Regions from separate parts of the Mus musculus genome. Here region 2 is linked to region 1. The links are chromatin contacts, called in public HiChIP or PLAC-seq maps. All regions are on one chromosome and are shown on one strand. The core of a region is the stretch at or near the end of the contact, and the rest is flanking DNA. Distances in the headings are between cores, read along the strand shown.

Region 1 (7,651 bases), core at 2,601-5,100:
TTTTATGTGTGTGTGTGTCTGTAGTAGAATTGTGTGCACATGTAAGTGTTGGTACCCACAGAAACCAGAAGAGGGTACTGGTTCCCCTGGAACTGGAATTAGAGATTGTAAATTGCCCAGAGGTGATACTGGCAACCAAACTTGTATCCTCTGGAAAAGCAGTATTTATTTTTAACTCCTGAGCCATCTGTCCAGCACTCACTATTTAAAGTCTATTCCTCTTGAAAGAGGGCAATGAATAAAACTTTATTGTAGCAATATGCTATGATATTTCTAAAAACGACTCAAACACTTGCTTTATAAGCATCTGTTTTATCTAGATACTCTTTAAAATTGTTCTAGGGCTGGGGAGCTATCTCAGTCAGTCAAGTGCAGGAGGACCTGAGTTCAAGCTCCAAAATTCACATTTCAAAGAGAAGAGGGAGGGAGGGAGGGAGGGAGGGAGGGAGGGAGGGAGCATGGTGGTGCATGCCTGTAATTCCTGTACTAGAGGCCACAGGTGGAGCCCGGGCATTCCTGGACAGCCTACCTAGCTGAATGGTAAATTTCAAGAAATCTTCTCTTTCAAAAAAAAAAAGGCAGGAAGGAAGGAGTGGTGGCCCTGCATCTAAGGAACAGCACCTGAGAGTCGCCTCTGCCTCACACCCACATGAACCCTGGACATGCCTGGTCATTCATATACAAAGTCAATACAAGTCAGGACAAGCCCGAGGAGGTGCCTGTGCTGTGGAGTCCGGTGCAGGACCTGGTCTGAATGCACTCAGTAAAATGTCAAAGCTTTCTCTCTTTCTTCTACTTCCTGTTTTGATCTTGATCAATCTTCCAGAGATTTGTCCCTTTTTGTTTGGCATGTGTAGGTGTGTCACGGTGTCACGTGTGATGTGCCTGCATCTGGGTTGACGTATGAACACGTGACGCCTAAGGATGACACCAGGTTCCTCCTAGATCTCTCTTCACATGAATTATCGAGGCAATATCTCTCATTTGACCCCAGAGCTTGCTTTGGGATCTCGGAAGCCCATCTCTGTTTTCCAAGCACTGGAATCACAGGCAGGCCACCAAACCACCCACCTGGCACTGATGGGGACCCAATCCTCATGGTTGCATGGCAAGCATTTCACCACTTGGCCCTCTTCACAGCCACAAAAAGCTTCATTAAGCCAGAGCTAACTGAGGCTGTGGGTGAAGGGCGGCGCTGCTTGCGGATCTCTGGGACCTCAACCTTAATCCCGCCCCTTCCTGGAAATAGTCTTTCAGCTTGGTGGAAGAGCTCACGGTTGTTTACATTGCCAGACATTTTTAAAAGGGCTAATTTGTTCCTTTAACAGAGCAAATGACGAGCGACACCATTTTTACACACAGTAATAACATATAAACGTGACCAGCGACGTCAGCGGCTCTCGGTCAGGAATTCTGTCCAGGTCTCCAAACTGTACTAGACGTTGATCATTACAGAATCAGGATTTCTGACAATCCTTTTTCCGAACTTTTGATTTTGGCGCTGAAAGGAAAAAAAAAAAGTCAGCTAAGTGAAAAGCAAGGGATAGGAAGCTTCCGTCACAGCGAGTCGTGTTTCGGTGAGACACTCCACCAGGAGAAAACTCACCATTTGGGTTCTCCTGTTTGTAGAAGGTCTTTAGGAGCTCCACAGCCTCCTCAGCTCGGTACCCAGGGATGCACTGATGAAGGGAGGAACGTGAAGTGAGCGTCAGCCATGACTGGATGTGGGTTATGTGTCTCCACAGTGGGGAGTTACAACGTCATACGGGGACATACACAGTTACAACGACATACGGGGACTCCATACAGTGTTCATTACTTGGGACAAATAAAAGCACGACTAAGGACATACATTTCCAAGAGAATGGGCACCCAGCCTGAACCAAACATCTCAACCACTAATACTAATCACTTAAACTGTAGTGTAAATACTACGCTAGAGAGCACTACTTAAACCCTCCGTGCTGTGTAACTGGACTTGAGGTTTGACGTAGTGATTAAATGAGATGCTGAACAGGTGCTCATAGTTTTACCTGCTATATTTCTCCAACCATGGGATGCTATATGCCTTGGACTGGTAAACTATTCTTAGTGGAACAAATCGCGTCCACAGCTAAGAATGACAAGCCAGTGTAGGGTAAAAGGGCCAAAGCTAAAACACCCTGACCCTGACTTGACCCCAAGACCGGGGACAAGAAGCAGAATCCGACCAGTCCCTGAGCTTGTCACGGAAAAGCACCAATCACTGAGCATGAAAACCTTGGGAGAAACCACCAATCCCCGAGCTTGCCACGGAAACCCGCCAATCCCTGAGCTCACCCCAAGCTCAGGACTTGAAAACCCACGAATCCTCACCCACGGTACTGTCTGATTCTGTCACGGGTTCTCGGACTAATTGGTAAGTCCATCAAGTGGTAAGTAAAACGGGGCATGGAGGGAGGAAGGGAGGAAAGAAAGAAGGAACAGAGAGAGGAAGGGAAGGAAAACACAAGTAGACTGTATTACCTGAAACGGTCTTCCAGTATTGGGTAGGTCAGCAGAGGCAATGTTTAGGACGGAACCGCAACCACCAAACCGTTCGTTCTGACAGCCATAGACGACCAGCGGGATTTATAGTACAGAATTAAGGTCCTACACGGGATGTAAAGAACCACGGCAAGCGCAGGCTGAGATGAACTGCCTGGGAAAGCTCAGTCCAGACTTCAAAACAATTAACAAAACCCAGTTATGCAAAAGAATAGAAAGAGACTTTATCTATGTAGAAATTAAAAATCTAGCAGTCAGTTGGCTCAGCTGGTAAAAGCAGTTGCCATGCAACCATGACAACCTGAGCACGATGCCTGGGACCTCCTTAATGGTGGAGGGGGAGGACCTCAGGCTTGTCCTCTGAGTTCTGCATGAGCCACGGCATGCGCTTGCCATTATAACAATAGTAAAGAAATCAACCAACCAACCCTGGTAACTGCAAACAGAGCAGAGGCCGAGTGTTTCCGCTTCACATGCAAACCAATTCTCTGCTCTTTCCTCAACCAGACTTTCAGAACCATCGCAGAATTGGAAATTTAATTCAGGAGTTTTACCTTTGAAGATCCATAATTTAATCCCAGGATCCCACAGAAGGAGAGCACAGACTCCTGGCCATTGTCTTCTGATTGTCACACAAGTGTGGTGGCATGCCCATGCCCCTCACAATAAATAAATTTAATTAACATGTCAAACTTGGATAGAAACCTGGTGTGATGGCATGTGCCTGTAGTCCTAGCCCTCGGAGGATGGATCAGGGACGGCAGTCCAACCTCAACAATGGAAAGAAAAACTGAGAGAATACATGGCTACGTAGCTAGCCTGGTTGCCTAGCATGTGCGAGGCTCTTGGTGCTATGAAATACATACATACAAACATACAAACATACATACCAGTCTAGAGATGGACTGCACTCAGCATTTATATTGCGTGGTCTATGCGAATACAACCCAACTGAAGACTAACTAATTCCCACGCATATACAATGGTAGCATAGCGAGACATTTTTACTTCTTATTTACCTCGAACTTAATCTCTCTCTCCTTTTTTCTTGTACTTTGTGATAGGTATTCATGGCAAAAGTGGGTTAACTGAAAATATTTAAATTACACATAAGCTGTCATACAAGGCAAAGCATAGTCCTCAGAATGCCTCCTGTGCTCCACCTTAATTTGGATTTATCCTGACAAAAGAGCTTTTCTTCCCTTTGCTTAAGTATTCAATTCTTTCATGGCTGTCGATACAGAGAAAGAACAGGTCACTCTGCTGTGTAGAAACTGGTTTTCCTGTTTCTGGCTAAATTGTAGAGTGTATTTCATAACGCTGTTTCCACACATTAAGGAACTGAAAGCTAAGGACGGCTATGGCTCAGGGACAGAGCAGATGCAGCAAGTACAAGAGCCTGGCTTCCATTCTCAACGTTGAAAAGAAAAACAAGCACTAAAAAGAAAGAACAATGGGTCGTGAATCTGGCCATGTTGTGCTCACAGGCAAGGTAAAGGCAGGAAGTCTAGAAGCCAAAGGATACTCATAAGGCGCAGGGCGGCAGCACACATGATGCACGGCTCCACAGTGACGTACAACACGGTGTGCTCGAATACAGTGGAAGGGCTCTGTCCATGCTGATGACACCAGTCTAGGACCTGATCAATGGCCACCATTTCAGCATGCCGAGTAGCCTTGAGAGAGAGAGAGAGGGGGGGGGGAGAGAGAGAGAGTTGTATTGACATTGTTTGTTTCGTACAGCTGGTGTCTTTAAAATATGCAAAATGTCAATTCAAAAGGCATTCCTACCATTTCTGACTGTATTAGAACATGGGTTTCAGGATGCCCTTAGCAGTTCCCCAGTGCAAATATCATAAACTCACCAACAGGGATGTCTAATCCACTGTACTACACAAACCTTGCTATATTTTTAGTGAAATTCTTGTGTACCTTGGGAAAATTTGTTTTTCATTAAATTATTACAGAGGAGATAAGTCTCAAAAAAAAGACCTACCATTTCTGAATATTTTAATGGAAGATTTCAAATTTCATAAGCTTATGCTCTAGTTTCAAATATATCTTCAACTGACCTCACTCTAAAGCAAAGCCTTATTGAGTTTACCAGAATATTAGCATATTCACCTAACAGCACAACAAACTCTAGATAGGCACACACTTGAGGATTCCAGATACATCATGGCAGATGGTATTACAGGGAGAAATAAGCACCCAGCGTAAGGAATGAATTACACTGAAGTTTGAGTCCTGGCAGTGATGCAGTAGTCATGGATCTCAAGCAAACTCTGGATCCTCCATGTCTGAACTAGAGTTTACGGTTATCTTCTCCTCTACAGCTCCTGGAGCAATCTGAGCCACGCCAAGCATAACATAGCCTGATGCTATCCAGGTACTCTTCTTTCCTCTTACTAAAATGATTTTAATGCAGGGGTAGAGAGAAGGCACCAAGGTTAAGAGCATTTGCTGCTCTTGCAGAGGACCAGAGTTCAGTTTTGATCACCCATACTGGGCGGTCCACAAGTGCCTGAAGCGCCAGTGAACAGTTCCAGGAGCTCCAACATCCTTCTCTTGCCTCTGAAGGCATCTAGAGGCATGCAGTCACACACAGGCACACTCACGCATGCGCGTACGTGCACATAATTTTCTACCTTGGATGTGAGATTCTTAAGACACAGGATGTTTTAGGTTGACATGAAATGCTCCATCTTGCAGAAAAGTTCTTTAAACTCAGGAAGTAAACAACTCAAAGGCTTCAGGAAGTCCCTGAAAATAACTGGATATACTAGGTGTCCCCCCCATCCTCAAGTGCATATAAGCAGTAAGACTGGTAAAAGACACGCTTACATCAGCCATTCTGCTTGGACGAGGCTCAGAACACCTAAGGTATTTGAAAGAAATGTTCTCCAACTTGCTAAGCTGCCTGAAAATTGTACAATGGGCTTCAGGCTTCCAGATTCTATTCTGGGGCAAGCTTTCCTCTTAGTAACTCAAATAATGCTAACTGGTCCACCAAGCTGGGCTTCATTGATACCGTTATTTTGCTCTGCTGCTTCCTTATCTGAGGCGAATAGGCATTTGTTCACACCTCCCCAGAATAGTGTCACACAACACATATACACACTAAACAAACAAACAAACCTTTACAATAACTGAATTCCTAAACATGTGTAATATACCAACAATGAAGTCAATAAGATATAGACAAATTAAATATATAACAAGCAATAAAATTGAAATAGTAATCAAAAGTATCCCACAAAGAAAAGCCCAGGAATGGGTGGATTCGTGGCCAAATCCAACCCAACTTTTGAGGAAGACCTAATGCCAATATTCCTTAAACTGTTGCACAAAATGAAAAGGGAAAGAACATTACTAAACTCCTCCTCCAATGCAAACCACGTGAGGGCACAGCAAAGAGAGAAAAGCATAGAGCATCTTTCTTGATGAATATAGATCCAAAATTTCTCAATATTCTGACAAACCTAATGCAAGAATTAGTAGCTCACACATCAATCAAGATGGTTTCATTCTACAACTGCAAGGTTGGCTTGACATATACAAATCAATAGATGCAATATACAATATACAATATGCAATAAATAACGTCAAAGACGTGAATAACACAATCATCTCAGTAGATACAGAAAAGGCATATAGATCAGTGAATATGGCAGCAAAACAGATATAAAGATCAGTGAGAGAGAATAGAGCACCCAAAATAAATCCACATAGCTATAAGCACCTGATATTTGATAAGCATAAAAAAACGTATATTGGAAAAAAGACAGCCTCTTCAAAAAATGGTATGGAGGAAAATGAATATCTACATTTATGAATAAAATTAAACACATTTCTCTAACCCTACACAAAAATCAATGCCAAATGGATCAACGATATTAATATAAAATCTGAAATACTTTACTCCCTAGAAGAAAAGTTGGGAACCACTTCAAGAGACAGATATAGGCAAAAACTTTCTGAAAAAAAAAAAAAAAAAAAAAAAAAAAACCTCCAAATACACATGTAACTGACAACTTTAGGAGCTTCTGCACAGCATGGGAAACTATACACAGAATGAAGAGAGAGGCTACAGAATGGGAGAGAATCTTTGCAGCTACACCTTGCTTTGAAGAGAGACACCATGACAAAGGCAACTTATATAAGAAAGCATTTAACTGGGGGCTTACATAATAAAATTTCAAAGATGTAACCATTCTTAGCTTTTGGCTAAGATTACAAATGCAGAAATAGAAAATTTATCTACTACAGTTTTATAGTTTCATTTAACTTTTCTGAAAATTTGATATCTAAAACAAAACAAAAATTGAGTCACTGTTACAATCATGAAAAGAAAAATCATTTACAAAGGAAGAAAAAGGATGTCTTGAGAAGAGACCACTCAGTATGTAAGAAGCTTGCAGGCAAAGAATGAGAATCTGAATTCAGACTAACCAGATACATGTAAACAACCAGACACAGCCACATATTCCCATAGACAACCCCAGTACAGGAAACAGCAAAGAGAAAGATCCTAGGGTTCCCTGGCAGCTAGCCGGGCTGAACTGATGAGGTCCAGGTGCAGAGAGAGGTACTGTCTCAAAATACAGTGCAAAGGGATGGAGGAAGACATTTTGACCTCAACCTGCGACCTCCACAGGTATGCATGCACTTCCACTAACACACACACACACACACACACACACACACACACACACACACAGTCTAAGCAGGGGGCAGGGCAGGGAACTGCCCCACAGGACACATTGGTTCTTATCTTGCCAATGGTCCCACCATAGTCATTGTATTTGTGTGTGTTCTCAGTGCTCCACTCACGTTTTTTGTCTGATTCACTTCATTTCTTCCCTTCCCCACAACTTCATTGTTATAGACCATAAGGCAGCCAACAGGAACTTCAATATTTTCCAAAGCTTCTTTGGCCTGAAACACAAAGTGGGAAATCTGAGAGATGATGTTCAGTGCTCAGAAAACTACAGATAAAAACAGATGCAGTGGGAACTGGGGTGTGGATAATGAACTAGGCAGAGAGACATGGCTGTGTTTTCTCCAGCTCAAAGCTCACCAGCTCAAAGCTCACCAGTCTCTGGGCTATACTGTGCTGTGTTCT
Region 2 (7,651 bases), core at 3,729-6,228, 920 kb before region 1:
GACATGGGATTACTGCAGAGAATCCTTGAGGCACAGGAAAAGCAGTCAAATTGCAGGCAAATTTAGTGGGTTGCCTCCACAGCTATAACTTGCCCAGGGGTTGGTTAACACCTCCGTCACCTTAGGCCCCAACCTGCAATTAGATAACCATTTCAGCAGTGGTGTGGCAAACCCAAGTCTAGCCTCCTTCTCAATGGGCATGTTAACCCCATGAAAGTAATAAACTCTTTTCTTTGTAAAGTGAACTGCTGGACATGACTAGAACACTACCTTAGCTATATTAAGTAGACAGAAGCTGATTTTTTTTTCCACACGGAACCACACTTTAAATCTTCGTGGTCTGTCACAGCTCGTTCTATAATTCCAAACCAGCAATATTCAAAATAGCACAATACGTACTGTTCGCAAGATGTGGAAAATTTCTTGAGCAGCAGTGATGTACCCCAGAAGCCAGGATGTTTGCTGGACATTAGCTTCACTTGTGTTCAACCTGCATTGGCTGTCCCTTCGGGACTTGAATTTAGGACTTCAAAGTAGACAGATGAACATAAATAGGCCGGGTCTCATGAACTCTCAAAGAGACCCTCTTGCCTCCTGACCTTATAAACTACACATCATGATGCTTTTCCTTAGGGAAACCTCAGATTTCCTCATAACTCTTCTGGAATTTTCTTCCCTACAAAGAAACAGCTGAAGTTTACAGTTGCATGAAGACTGAACTTAATGCCAGTGTTTTAGAACCCAATGAACTATTTTTTTTGACATGTGGAAACCAAGGCTTCCGTGGCTCCTTACTGTCACAAGATGGGTTCATGGGAAAGCTAAGAAGACCAGGGCCTCTGTGATATGCTGGTAATATGTCCCAACTCCTACAATCAGCACAGATGGATTCAGGGAGGTGACTGTCTGTCTTTTCTCATCCGGGAAAAGAGAAAAATATCTAATAGAACTTTATACCAGCTTTCCCTTGCTGCTAAGAAGTTTGCATAAAGACGCATCCCACAATGAGACAGAAAGCATGTCAGTTGTACCTGCAGTTTGCATTTCTCTAAACCTTCACTATTTAAACTGATTCCATTTGTGTGCACAAGCTGGAGTGGATTATTTTTATGGCCCCAAATTAAAGGCTCATGTGGAAAACTTGAGCTAACATCCAGACCTAACATCCTTCCGGCTGCCATCTTCACCCAGGCCCCTCCCACCTCATTGGGAAGGTCAATTTGCAAACCCCAAATTTGCTTCTAGCTGTTAATTTCAGGTTCGTCACCTACACCACATTACAGAAAACAAACAGAAAGTAATAACAGTTACCAGCTCTTAGAGTTTATTTTCCTCTACCTCTCCACAGACCGTGCTCTGTTGACTGTATATGATGACCTCTAAAGGAAAACAACAGTCATGATATTAGGCTCCCAGAAAACAAAATGAGCAGATGGTAGAAATGAATGTAATCAATACATCATGCTGTTAAATAACAACCCAGGAAAGGACAGTAAAATGTCATATTTGAGCATCCCATTGTAGGCCAAGTGTACTGCCAGTGTGGACAAGTTAATGCTCAAAAGTTAGTGATGTGCTATATGTGACATCATCGCCTGCCTGGGTGTGAGAGCGGCAATTAACTTTTATGAGGCTGGGATGCTCTCTTCTTTGGTGCTACTTGGCAATATCTTTTCAGGTAAGCCAGTTTGCCAGTGCAGTGGTGCCTAGGTAATGCACACAGAAAGCTTTTCTTCCTGTGAGAGAATCACATGAAGTACACATGAGTGAGTCTCACCTATTGTTTCTCTAGTCTTTCTTTGTGGATAACGAAACACACCAAAGGCAAGTAAGACCAACCTCTGATGATCACTTGGATGCTACTTGGCTGTCCCTTAGTGTAGGCTTGCTTTGGCGATTTGAGACTTTGTGATGCTAGTGTGCCCTACCGCAGAGATCATTATCACATAAGCAGACTGTCAGAGTGACTGGTCATCATTTGTACTTCTTGTCATTTGCCAAGTCTTCATGATAAGGTGGCCGTGATAGTCAAAGACATTTTGTCTCAGGTAGCTTTGTATTCATGTAAATGAGTGAAAATTTAAAACACTTACAATTATGGCTAAACAAAACTCTGGGGATTTTTACTTTCCCATAATTAAACCTGTTTTCTTTTCTCGTTTGCTGAATTTGTTGGTGAGGCAAGGCTTGTAAAAAAAAAATCCCGTAACCTCTAACCTCATTCATTTTTTTGGTTGTCTGTGTCTGTTGTCTGTTTCTCCCTACTTTGCTCACAGGATTTCAGCTGAACTAATCTCTTCCCATCCTTGGATGATCCAGCTTCCGTCTTACCTGTAGGCAGGCAGTCACCCTTGCTAACCGCGCCGACCAGACCTTTTCTGTTTCTCTCCTGACTTCCTCTCTGCAGGCTTCCCATCTAAACCACATGTTGTCCTCTGCTATTTGCTTCTCTCTTAGACATATTTCCTTCCTTCTGTCCTTAATCCCCTTCTCGCCTTTCATCTCTCGCTTTTTTCTCTCTGTTTCTCTTCTTAGTCATCTTTTGCAGTTTTTTTGTTTTGTTTTTGTTTTTGTTTTTGTTTTTGTTTTGTTTCTCTGCAACACTCGGAATTGACTTTAGGGCCTTACAAGTGCTCGGGAAATGGTCTGCTGCCCCTGGTCTACACCACAACCTGTTTTTTTTTTTTCCTGCATGCTTCTCTGTGTACCATGTGTGTGCAGGGCCTACAGTAGCCAGACACTGGAGTTACAGATCATTGTAAGCCACCATGCAGATATGGGAATTGAACCAAGGCCCTCTGGAAGAGCAACGAGTGCTCATAATTGCTGAGCCATCTCTTCAGCCCCCTGATCATGGCACTGTCTCTACAAAATTTATACATAGTCTATTGTACTCAGCTATTTGTTCTGCTACAGTTTCTGTTTCTATCATCTATCTATCTATCTATCTATCTATCTATCTATCTATCTATCTATCTATCTGCATTTCTAATAATTTGTATATCCCATACAGTCAGGGATGCTATCTTTTTTTTTAAAAACAAACTGTTCCCTTTTTAAAATATTCATTATTTATTTTATGTATGTGAGTACACTGTCAGTGTCTTCAGACACATCAGAAGAGGGCATCAGATCCCATTACAGATGGTTGTGAGCCACCATGTGGTTGCACTCAGGACCTGAATTGAACTCAGGACCCCTGGAAGAGCTTTTAACCTCTGAGCCATCTCTCCAGCCCCTGCTGTCTTATACAATATTTTATTTTTAGAACCTGGGACTGTGCAGACACACAGAAGTTTCAGAAGTCTTTATTGAGTGAGTGGGTGGATGTAGTGGATTGGAAGTATGAACAGGGCAGAAAAGAAGTGCTGTGTATGGTATTCACTTGTCACTTAGAGATGATAATACTTTAAAACTTACACTTGAATTTTGATAGGCCTTTCTGGTACTGATATGTAAGATGGCTTGGAGGTGGCAAGGGTATTGGATAACTGTGAGGCCACATGCTGAACTTATTCCTGGAGAGAAAAGAGAAGAAACTTATAATGGAAGGAAATTAGATGAAGGGGTGGATTTGATATACATAAATAGAACAAATGATGAGATTTTTGAAACCTTGGAGAAGAAAGAAAGAAGAGATACACAGAGTCTTAGCCCGTATCTAATATCTTTCATGCTATGAACACTATCAGAGAGGATGTGGACCATTGTGGAATGGTGTTTGGATTGTTGGGCCTGAGGGATATCCAAGGAAAAGTATCTAGCCGACATCTGCAAGCAAGAATGAGTATGTATGCTGCTAGCATCTGAACACTGAGGAAGCCTTGACTCAGAATTGGTCATCTAGGGAGAATGAGTACAGAGGGGCGTGCTCATTGGGATGTTGGCTGCAGACACATTTGGCTGCAATGGCATCGAATGTCTGCAACTAAAGTGTATCTACCTCTCACATCCACACTACTGTCATCTGTTCTTCCTATATCTGTGCCCACATCCCCTCCCTCATCCCCACCCCCTCTCCTTTCTTTACCCATCAGCTTCATTCTCTAACAAAGTGAATGTCCTGTGTCTCTATCTCGCTTTCCTCAGAAAGAAAATCCAACTGAGGAAGTCTGTGATTTGGTTCCCAGCAGGTCAGGGTCCACCCCTGGAGGCAAGCTGTACAAATACCATCATTAGTGTTGCAGAGGAAACAGACACTTTCAAGAGAAGCTTTGTGCCTGGAGAATGTCATCAACTGTGGTACAAGGGGTGGAGCTCTGTCCTGGAGGGAAGGAAACAAGCCATAGACTTAGCTGGATCAGCTAGTATCTTTCTTTCCAGAATTTGAAGCTAGAGGTACAGGTCATTCATTCAAGAGTCTGATGAGATATGTCTTGGTGGACTTAACTGTAGATATTCCCCACATTAGTGAGAAGAGCTGTTGTTTAGTCCGTGGTAAGACCTTATGTCTACTTTCACTGTGCAGTGCTAGGTGTTTTCTTTTTCTGTTGGTTTCTTTTTCAATTACACTTTTGAAATTATAATATAACCACGACATTTCCCCCTTCCCATTCCTCCCTCAAACCTTCCCATATGCCTGTTTGCACTTTCCTTCAAATTTATACTTCTTTTTAGCTTTTTTATTATTACATGCATACATGCATATACATATATGTAAAATATATACATACAAATATATTTTTCCACTGTCTCTTCTGCAATATCCTCTGAGCTTTACATGTATTTTATAGATTTCTTTTGTTTCCAGAGGAAGTATGGCTTGTGCTATTATTTAAAGGAACACATCTTCGAATTGCTTGAAAATCTTAACCTGAAAGTTTTGTTTAGGCCAGAGATGATGCTACCTCTGATGGCCTGAGGACCACAATATGGTAAGGCAGTAAAATGAAGCATAGTAGGGAAGTCTGAGGAAGTAGGACAAGATGGTAGAAGTGAAACTCGAGCAGCCTGGTAAGGATGCTCTTGGAGGCATCCATATTATAAAGCATGTGAGAAGCCTCAGTCTGAATAATTGTCATGAGTCAACACATCCTCTTCAGTAATATGTTAGCAGTGGATGTGTTAGATGGTAAGAAAGTCCTTGACTTGATTAATCTAGAGTTGTGCATTTGTAGCCTATGAATATGAACAAGGAAAAAAACATACCTAGTGCTAAGCAGTAGATTAAGTAATATAGCATGCAGTTCATGTTGTTTCAAGTTATCTATTTCATGAGAGACAGGAAAGGCTCACCCACTGCTTGAAGGAGAAGGGTTTCCCATGAAAAATGAACATGAGTGTGCTTGTGTATATAGTGTCTAATCCTCTTTCAAGGGATCGAAAGTACCTCTCCAGAGCAAGCATGCCAGTGGGGCTTAGAACCGTTCACTTGCTTAATGAAGTATTATCCCTTGCAGTTGAGTATGGAATGTTCTCTTGACGTGATGATCAAGGAAAGACAGGGTTGGCAGTTGAAACATGAATGGTATTACAGAAGAGCAAGCTGTGTTTGCGGTTGGGATGCATGGGCATACGTTGAGAGACTGAGAACGTTATCAACCTGAAGGCAGCCCATTAGCATCTTTCGGTTCCCTATCTTGTTAGGTTTCTCCTTGTGTCAGACCTAACTGGGCCGATCCAAATAAATAATTTCCTTTTGAACTCATGCCAAAGTCATCGTGACAACTTCCTCTGAATGCTGCTTCCAAAAAGATTTGGAGATTGAATAATCACAAGAGGAAATGAAACAGTCATCTGGTTAACTTTGGAGGGACTGGTGGTGAGGACTGATGTCGTAAGGCTGTGGGAGTGAAGTGGGAAATGAGAATGGCCACTGTCAGCCTGTGGTGCCAGAGGCCTTCCCTGATATGGAAAGGCTCTCTCTGAAAGCAGAGCTTAAGGAGAATGGGGAGATGGGGCTGTGTCCCTCGCCATGTCTGTCTGTCACATTAACACAGAGATGTCACAGCCAGATTGCCTTTTAGATTCCTTCCCAGCCTGAAAATGTGCAAGGTCATCAGAAATGGGCTAAATACATGTTCTGATGAAGTTGCCCATTCTGGATGTCATCAGCCACACAGGTCATGTCAGCATCTGACATGTTATTTACATTTCATTGATGTTACTTCCATCTGGCAGCTGTTGCCTTGAGCTGCAGGAACAAGTGACTCTCCTGACCCTTTAGTGATGACACTGGCCCCAGAATTCTCAGCTGTTGACTTTAGGGCTAATTTTTAGAAACTATCAGAGCTACTAGATATTTTAAACTTTCAAAACATCAAATGAGCTCTGAACTCCTTACAGCCTGACATATCACCATATATATTGCAGACAACTGAAAGTAATGAATGAAACATGTAACCCAAGTTACATCTTTCTGGAGGTGGATTTTACCAGCTACCTTCTCAAGTTGCTCGCTACAGCTATCCAAGAACTCAAATAAAAATATTTAAGTGTATTCCTTCTGTTTGCTTTGTTGTTGCTGCTGCTTTTGAAATACGGTCTCATGGAGCATTCGTGGGTTTAGAACTTTCTACATAGCTAAGGCTGGCTTAGAACTTTTGATTCTTCTGCTTTTTGCTCTCAAATGCCAGGGTTACACTTGTATCTGACACTTGGGTTTTGTTGCCCATTTAGCACAGTATAGAAAAAAAAATAGATCTTTAAAAAATCAGCTACAAATGATTTCTTATTTGCTTTATTTAGCAATTGGGCATCCAAAGTTCCCATCTGGGAAACCTTTAAAGGATATGCACTCCGGATTTCAGAGTGTAAGAATCAAAATTTCTCAAATTAAAAAGAAAATTAAACCATTGGCGTAATGTTCAGGTACTGGGGAGATGGGTAAGAGCAACTGATGCTCTTGCAGAGGCCAGGGTTGTATTCCCAGCATCCATATAGTTGTTCACAGCCATCCCTAACTGCAGTTCCTGGGGATCCAACACTCTCATCTGTTTTCCACAGGCACCAGACACATACACGGTGCACGTAAACACATGCAGCAAAGCGTTCACACACAAGACAATACGAATAAATTTAATTTAAAAAAATTAAAGGCATCAAGTCTAGATGCAAGTGCTATTTGAAGAAAGCTTTGACATACAGGTTTCCTGGAGTTTATTTAAGATTAACTGAAAAATAGGCCTTTGTAAGGTACAAACAAGCTAGAGCTAGACATTTATTTACACACACACACACACACACACGCACACACTAGCTAAGTTTGAGCTTCGGTTTGTTACTATTTACATTACCTGAAAACGTTTTCTGGTGCTAAGTGGAGCTGAGAACACTTTACTGTATATATTTTTGAGAATGCAGTGAGTCAGAGACTTTTACTTGGGTAGATTTTAAGGAGACATAGTAACCATGATTTTACTGAAGCCCAACTTAATGCCTACTTCAGTGGCCAACTTTTTAAGAAGCCTTTTCTATAAGAGAGTAAATTTATTTCTTACATACGTATGTGTAGATGGTGTGTGTGTGTGTGTGTAATGTATGCTTGGGTATGCATATGTATGTAGGAGAGCACTCACTGGTGTATATGTTAAGGACAGAAGCTAATGTTGGCAGTTTCCCTCTATCAGCTTTCCAGTTTGTAATATCTTTCATGGAACCCAAATCTTGCCATTTTAGCTAGATTTACTTGCCAATGTGGCCCATGATTCAC

The links. HiChIP or PLAC-seq counts read pairs in DNA pulled down with a chosen protein or histone mark.
Region 2: an H3K4me3 HiChIP or PLAC-seq map of bone marrow-derived macrophages shows a contact between it and region 1, with 4 times the contacts expected there. The contact joins two enhancer-like sites. A contact is called at or near these places in 1 of 39 promoter capture datasets (hippocampal neurons), 1 of 115 datasets of contacts at active chromatin or transcription factors (bone marrow-derived macrophages) and 1 of 9 other capture datasets (liver).

The regions. Positions count from the first base shown.
Region 1 is chr10:13,556,665-13,564,315 of GRCm38.p6, reverse strand. It overlaps Adat2 (adenosine deaminase, tRNA-specific 2), which reads right to left. Exons shown (of 6, transcript NM_025748.4): 2 at 7,360-7,464; 3 at 4,052-4,202; 4 at 2,506-2,612; 5 at 1,607-1,679; 6 at 940-1,501. The coding sequence ends at 1,458. Among named protein-coding and RNA genes, the nearest start is that of Pex3, 7.3 kb to the right of the region's middle. Within about 2 kb of position 3,850, at least 24 of the 459 cell types and tissues checked have an H3K27ac peak or open chromatin away from gene starts, as enhancers often do. A contact at or near this core is called in bone marrow-derived macrophages, where this site is marked.
Region 2 is chr10:14,473,143-14,480,793 of GRCm38.p6, reverse strand. All of the region lies in intron 2 of Adgrg6 (adhesion G protein-coupled receptor G6), which reads left to right. Among named protein-coding and RNA genes, the nearest start is that of Adgrg6, 68 kb to the left of the region's middle. Within about 2 kb of position 4,978, at least 26 of the 459 cell types and tissues checked have an H3K27ac peak or open chromatin away from gene starts, as enhancers often do. A contact at or near this core is called in bone marrow-derived macrophages, where this site is marked.